2 separate regions of the Cricetulus griseus genome follow, and region 1 is linked to region 2. A link is a contact called in public Hi-C data. All regions are on one chromosome and are shown on one strand. Each heading gives the region's core, a stretch centred on a gene start, on an enhancer-like site or on the middle of the called end of the contact. The rest is flanking DNA. Distances are from core to core; before and after follow the strand shown.

What was found. A called contact is a pair of places that touch in the nucleus more often than the background predicts.
Region 1: a contact with region 2 is called in a Hi-C map of fibroblasts, with 2.1 times the contacts expected there. The contact joins the enhancer-like site here to the promoter of LOC100753137 in region 2. A contact is called at or near these places in 4 of 8 Hi-C or Micro-C datasets (the CHL-YN cell line, the CHO-K1 cell line, fibroblasts and 1 more).

Annotation. Positions count from the first base shown.
Region 1 is chr5:13,507,618-13,511,091 of CriGri-PICRH-1.0, forward strand. No RefSeq gene overlaps it. Among named protein-coding and RNA genes, the nearest start is that of Acbd3, 53 kb to the right of the region's middle. Within about 2 kb of position 1,689, at least 2 of the 6 cell types and tissues checked have open chromatin away from gene starts, as enhancers often do. A contact at or near this core is called in the CHO-K1 cell line, where this site is marked.
Region 2 is chr5:13,473,838-13,477,197 of CriGri-PICRH-1.0, forward strand. It overlaps LOC100753137 (histone H3.3A), which reads left to right and starts at 2,065. Exons shown (of 4, transcript XM_027418834.2): 1 at 2,065-2,209.

The DNA.
Region 1 (3,474 bases), core at 439-2,938, 33 kb after region 2:
ATGGTTCAGGCTAGTATCCAAGCACTCAGGAGACAGGGGTGAATGAGAGAGAAAGAAAGAAAGAAAGAAAAAGAAAGAAAAGAAAGGGAGGGAGGAAGGAAGGAAGAAAGACTTTGAAACCTAACAAGAGGCAGGCTGATCTTTGCATTCATGACCAGCCTGATCTACAGAGTTCCAGGCCATCTAGGGCTACATACTGAAACCCTATCTAAATAATTTCTGTAATGTCATGTGTTTCATAAGTGCAGGTGGCTGGCTGGTGGTTCGGGGGGGGGGGGCAGCTCAGAACAGGCAGGTTTGTGTGTTTGCTCACTTGTGTCTCCCAGGTGTCCATGCACCCACACCATCTCTGCGTGGAGACCTGTCTGACCAGTACTTGCTCAGCCCTACCCTTGAATGACCAATGAATGCATCAAACCCAGCATGCCCAAAACTGCCCTCCTGAATCCGACACTGCTGGTGGAACCAGCAAGGCTTGTCTTCATCTTAGCTAATTGGCCTGTGAGGCTGGCTTGCTCATTCCCAAGCACGGGATCCCAATTCCAGCCTTAAACAAGGCTACAAGCACAGTTCTGTCTTCTTCCTCCCTTCCTTGAGCTTTCATCGCCTCTGTCTTATTATCTGTTCCACTGCTGTTGTTTTATTATATTTTATTTTTCGAGACAGGATTTCTCTGTAGCTTTGGAGCCTATCCTGGAACTAGCTCTTGTATATAAAGGCCTGCGCCACCAAAGCCCACGTAGCAATAATTTGTTAAGTCAAGGGATCACTACCTAGCTCTCCTTAACTTTGGGCGATCCTCTTGCTTCTGACTTTCAGGTGGGCAGAAGACTCTACTATCCAGGACAGGTGCCCCTGTCGGAAGCGGTGAAACCTGAGACTGGGAACCGCAGCCGCTGTCAGGGGAGTGGGCGGCTGTTGTGTTCGGGTGTTTCTGATGGATCTGTCCTTTCCTGGCAGCTGGGAAGGAGCGGGTGGCTTTGATCACAACTGCTGCTGGGCCAGGGAGTCCTGGAGAGAGGGATGGCGCTCACCTATGGGCAGCAGCAGCAGGGTTGTTTGGATGCTGCTAAGTGACCAGAGACCAGAGAAGTCTATCCTACCCGGGAAGAGGAGCCTCTCCACCCCTCCCCCGCAGGAGGGCAGGGTGGCCCCGGGCGAGCGCGCTCCCGCGCTCCCGCGCTCCCGCAGATGCGCGCCCTGGCGTCGGGACTCCTTCCTTGGGGACCTGGCTTACAAAGGCCAGGCCAGCCCTGCACCGCGGTGTCTGCGACGGGCCACCGAGTGGGTCCCCGACCAATGAACCCCAACTTTAGAGAGCAGTGGCTCCGGGGGTCCCGCGGGTCCCAGGCTCTCTGTCGCCTGCCCCGGGAGGCCTTTTCTTTCTTTGGGCCGACAAGGCGGGGTCATCTACCGCGAAGACGAAAATCTTTCCAGGAAGTTTGTACCTATTAATATTCCAGTTCCTGGCAGCCGCTCTCCGCGCCGGGGAGGGGGCAGGGCGGACCCCGCAGCTGCTTCTACAGCCGAGGCAAGGGGCGGAGGGGCAGCTCCTAGGTCCCCACACCACGGCGGGGGCAGAAACCGCTCCGAGGCTCAACGTGCCGGAGCCCGGAGGTTTGCCCGGAGCGGCGCGCGGTGGGACCCGGAGGATCCCGAGGCCCAGACGAAACCAAGAGCTGGGACGCGGGAGGGGTGTGGGAGAGGGACAGGAGGGATCGGTGCCTCGGGGAGGGGTGTGGGGCAACCCGGGGCCCGCACTTGGGCTGCGCCGCTCCCCCCAAAAGAAAGCTGGTCCGGGAAGCTGGAGCCCGCGGCCCTGGAGAGGTCGGGACCCTGGTCCTGACCTTGCTGTGGTAACACAGCCGCAGGGCGCTGCAGCAGAAATTTGATATTTGAGAGCCTACGGGCTCCTCGCCACCACCTTGCACGACGGCCACTGTCTCCATCACAGACGGAGGAACTGGAGCTCACGAGCAGCCGAGGGACTGGCGCGCTGGAGGTCGTGGTGTGGTCAGCCACCGCAGGGACCCGCTGTGAGCCAGGATCTCCTCCTAGAAGGAAGCGCAGCTGTCCTCCTGCAGGAGCGGCCAGCAGACTCCTCAGCCCCGGGAACCAACCGCAGCACCCACCCGGAGCTTGCTGGATTTGCAGAAGCTCTTTCGGGGCCCAAGTGCCAGCTCAGTCTTTCTGTCTGGTCACATGTGGGACATAAATCACTTTGTCAAAGCACCCGAGTTTGTAACGCCGCTGGGGCCTCTGTAGATAAGCTTTGACTGGAGTGTATGTAGGCTTCTGACCTGGGCTCGTCAAGTGCTAACTGACCCCGAGCAGGAATTAAGTTCCTGTGTTGCACTGTCTTCCTCGGCATTCTAGAGTCGTTTGCAAGGCGCTATGGCAATCTTCCTGCCCACGATGGTTAAACCTTACCCTGTGCGGGGACTCTGTCCACCTCTGTGTGTCCTTCCTGTCCAGCCACCAGGTCACCAGTGCTGAGACATGAACGGACAAAGGTGTCTCAACACCCGCTCCTCGCCTGCCTCCGCACGCACGCAAGCCTCCAACCTTCAGGGTCTCTTGGTAGCCTAGGATCCATGTACACCAGTGGGCCTGAGGGGATGCTGTGACAGAATTTGGTATCTTTTTTGGGGGGGGGAGGGTTTCGAGACGGTTTCTCTGTGTAGCTTTGGGGCCTATCCTGGCACTCGCTCTGTAGACCAGACTGGCCTTGAACTCACAGAGATCCGCCTGCCTTTGCCTCCCATGTGCTGGGATTAAAGGCGTGCGCCACCAATGCCCGGCTCAGGATTTGGTATCTTAAGATAGGATTTGCCAACTAGAAAGTCTTCCCATAGCCCTTCTCCTGAGAAAAAATCCTGAAAGGCCAAGTCCCAAATGGAGTGAGTGTGAGACCCATCGAGGGTGGCCTCTTTTCTGTCTCCTTGGAGTGCCAGGTGTGGAGACCTCTCCTGGACTTTCAACCGTCAGCAGGAGATGCCTTTTGGAACCTAAAGTCCACAAGCATGGCTGCCTCCTCAGCTCTGAAGCCTTCTTCGGGTTGTTTTCCTTCACACCCAAAAGGTACAACGAGGAGAAGGCCCTGTCAAATAAATGCTCTGGGTTCAGCTTGGGTGAGCCAGGAAACCCATTGCCTTCCCTGAAGCCTGCTAGGTTGCTACGCACAGGTCCCTGGGAACAATGAGGTAGCATCAGCTATTTCAATGCAGAGTTAGGCACACAATCCTTGCTAAAAATAAATACAAAGGAAAACCCCAAAGTAGCTAAGCCTATTTTCATACCTTTTTTTTTTTTTTTTTTTTTTCTTGCTTGGGGCTCTTTTGTCTTCCTCTTGTTACTTGGTGGCTGGCTGGTTTTTCTTCCAGGGCCTACCCTGGTCCTGGACATGCAGCCATAGGCAGAAACAGAGGGGAGAAAGGGGACAATCTAAGGACCATTTATTTGAGTGAAATTTAC
Region 2 (3,360 bases), core at 815-3,314:
ACTGGTTCTGTTCACTTCAGCATTCCTAGCCCTCCAAAACTATACTCACCAGAGCTGGGATGCTGGACATACATGCCAAATTTGGGAAACTTCCTGAAGTTACTAAGGACAACCAGTCATGTTCCCAGAAAGAGTCTATGGTCCATCTTCACATAAATAAATACTACTACTTCCGAGTTACAGATGGGACTTTAGAGAACCCACCATCTACATGAAGTAGTTCACCTGACAGTCCTTCAATCCCTTAGAAATATTTGTTTAGCCTGGCAGTAGTGTCGCACGCCTTTAATCCCAGCACTTGGGAGGCAGAGGCAGGCAGATCTCTTCGAGTTCAAGGCCAGCCTGGTCTACAGAGTGAGTTCCAGTACACAAAAATACACAGAGAAACCCTGTCTCGAAAAAAAGAAATATTTACTTAAAGTCGGGAATAAAGCATGGGAAAACCTAGCAAGCATACAAAGAGAGTACTATCTGTAGAGTACTATCTGTGACTCGGTAACATTTCTTGGAGTACTATCTGTAGAGTACTATCTGTGACTCGGTAACATTTCTTGAAGACTGATTGATTCAAGTGATATGTAACAGCCTTCTTGGATAAATCCAGCCGCAAATATTTTAGTTCCCTGAAAACAAAAAACAAGCAAAAGAAAAAAAAAAGTGCTTCTTGGCTCAAATTATAGGGATTTCTTTCTTTACTGGCAGCTCAGTGTAGGCTTTTTCTGCATGTGTTTTTAGGATAGTATCGCAGATTGCACGTGTTTTTATCACATCAACACTTAACACTCTTTAAATAATAACGAAACGGGAGGCCTGGATTCTGTCTGTTTCTCCGGGGCTTGTTCCTCACTTAAGTGACCTTGGGCAAGTATCATTCCTTCTCTCCTATCTGGTTTCTACATATCTGTTCCAGCATCTCCTTCACAACCCTATGGGATCTCTCTTGTACCGAAAGCCCTCACCCAGGGCTGTGAAGCCTGGTCCCTACCGTCTGGGGGTCAGCTAATGACAACCTGAGCTGCGCCGTGCTGCTCAAGCTACCGAGCGGTGCTGGAAAGCGGGAAACACGGCAAGCCCTGCGGCAGCTCTTCCTTAGTACCTGCCGTTTTCAGCCTCTTACAGCGACAGCCTTAAGCTGCTATGTCACAGTCTCCTTCCACAGCGATCTTCCGAGGAGGGTGAGGCCGCTCGCTGAGCGGCCCACTCGGGCTGGACCGGCAGCCGGGCCGTGCGCAGCGACAGCTGTGCTGCACATTGTTCCCGAGGCTCACAACACACAGCCATCTTGCATCAAGAACGGCGGCCCAGGCAGGAGCGGGTGAGCGCGGTGTCGCCGCCGCCGCCGTCGGGGAAGCAGCGCTGGCAGTGGCCGCCCCGCCTCTCCCGGGTAGAGTCCGCGACGGGCTTGTCCTCAGGCGATTTGGCCCGGCCCTCGGACGCGCCCGCGCCCCGCGCCCGCGCTAGGCGGGAAGCGAACCGCGGGGCCCCGCCCCTGCCGCGCGCAACGGGCGCGGCCCGAGAGTGGGCGCGGGCCTCGGGCTTCCACTCGCCGGCTTCCGGCTCGGGCGCCTCGTCCACCGGGCGCGGCGACCGCGGGGCCGCGGCCTTCTCCCCGCCCCACGCGGGCGGGCGCCTCGGGGACGCGCGCGGGGGCGGCGCCCCTCCCCCCGCAGGCCGGGCGCTGGCCCGCGGCCCGCCCTCCCATCCCCCACGGGCCCCCTCGGTACCCCCCCTTATCCCTCACCCCCCCACCCCCGGGAGCCGGGGCTCCGGGGGCTCCCCGTGGCGCTGGCCCCGGGCGGGGAGGGAAGCGAGCGCGGGCCGGGCCGGGGGCGGGCGGCGTCTCGGCGGGCCCCGCGGCCCCTCGGCGTGTCTTTTGTGTTTGTACACACCGCGAGAGGCGGCGGGAGCCGGGGGCGGGCGGCGCGCGGGGTGGGGGGGCGGGGGTGGAGGAGGAGCGAGCGCGCGCGCCAGCGAACGGGCGCGCGGGGGGAGGGGCGGGGGGCGGGCGCGCGGGCCCCGGGGCGGGGCCGAGCCTTCCCTCCATTGTGTGTGATTGGCTGGCGCGGCGCGGGGCGGGGCGGCGTGTGTGGGGGTAGCCTCGGTGTCAGCCATCTTTCAATTGTGTTCGCAGCCGTCGCCGCCGCCGCCGCCGCTCTCTAACGCCAGCGCCGCCTCTCGCTTGCCGAGCTCCAGCCGAAGGAGAAGGGGGGTAAGTTTCTCCGTCCGCCCGCTCTCCCGGAGCCGGGCCCCGTCCGCCGGCGCTGCCGTAGCGGGCCGCGGAGGGCCCCCGCAGCCCCTCGGGCTCGACCCTCAAACTTTTTGGCGCAGACACGGAGACGGGGAGCGAGTTTCCCTCTCCTCGGGCGGCGGCGGCGGCGGCGGCGGCGGCAGCTCTCCGTCTCCGCCTCAGCCCGGCGGCGGCCCCGCCGCGCCGCCTGCCGAGCCTGCTGGCCCTCCCGCGCCGCGGGCTCTCCTTTCTTCGGTGAAATCCCGCCCGCCGCCCCTTCCCGGGACCCCAGACCTTCACCAGGTCCCGCGCGAGCCCCTCAACTGCCGCCTGCGGGTCCCGGGCCGCAGTTTGTCGGGCGCGAAATGGGTAAAATCGCCGTCGCTTCCCGCCCCGGGCGAACTCGCTTTTTGCTGCCTCCCCACAGTTGTGGCTGAGCTTCACCATCTTGTCTCTCTTCTCTGGTCACCGACCATGTTTCTTTTCCCCCCCGTTTCTCTCTTCCCCATTTTAAAATGGAAGGAGGAAAAAAATCTTAAGCACCTTTTTTTTTATTTTTTTGCCTTTTTTGGAGGAAAAAAAAGGAAACTTGATGCATATGAAATTCGAAATAACGAAAAAAAGAACTTTTGCATTTGGGGGAGAGCGGCACGTGGCAGGGGATGGGGTATTTTTCGAAGGGTTTGCTGTTTGTGTCTTTGGAAGGGAGTCGGATACATTTTGCAATTGTTTCCATTTTGTGCTAGCCTTGGGGAGCCGAGTCGTTCGCTGCCGGCACGGGGCGCCCGGGCCGGGCCGGGCAGGGCAGGTCGGGGACCCGGGACCCGGGGACCCGGGGGAGGCAGAAGCAAAAGTTTATGTGGTGCTGGGGTGGGCCGGGCGGCCGGTGTCGAGCGCTAATTAAGACTGGGTGCGGGGCAGTCGGCTGGCATAGCGAAGCCCGGGAGGACGGGCTTTGTGGAATGCTCGCTGGCAATAGCTGTTGTTCTTGTCTTTCGAGACGCCTTTTTGTCAACATAACCGTAAAGATAGAAACCTCAAGAATGTTTACAGATATTTACAGCAATCCAACTGCCGAGCGCGAGGCGGGGGGCGCGAACGGGGGGGGGACGCTGGAACCTTTTTTCTTTTTT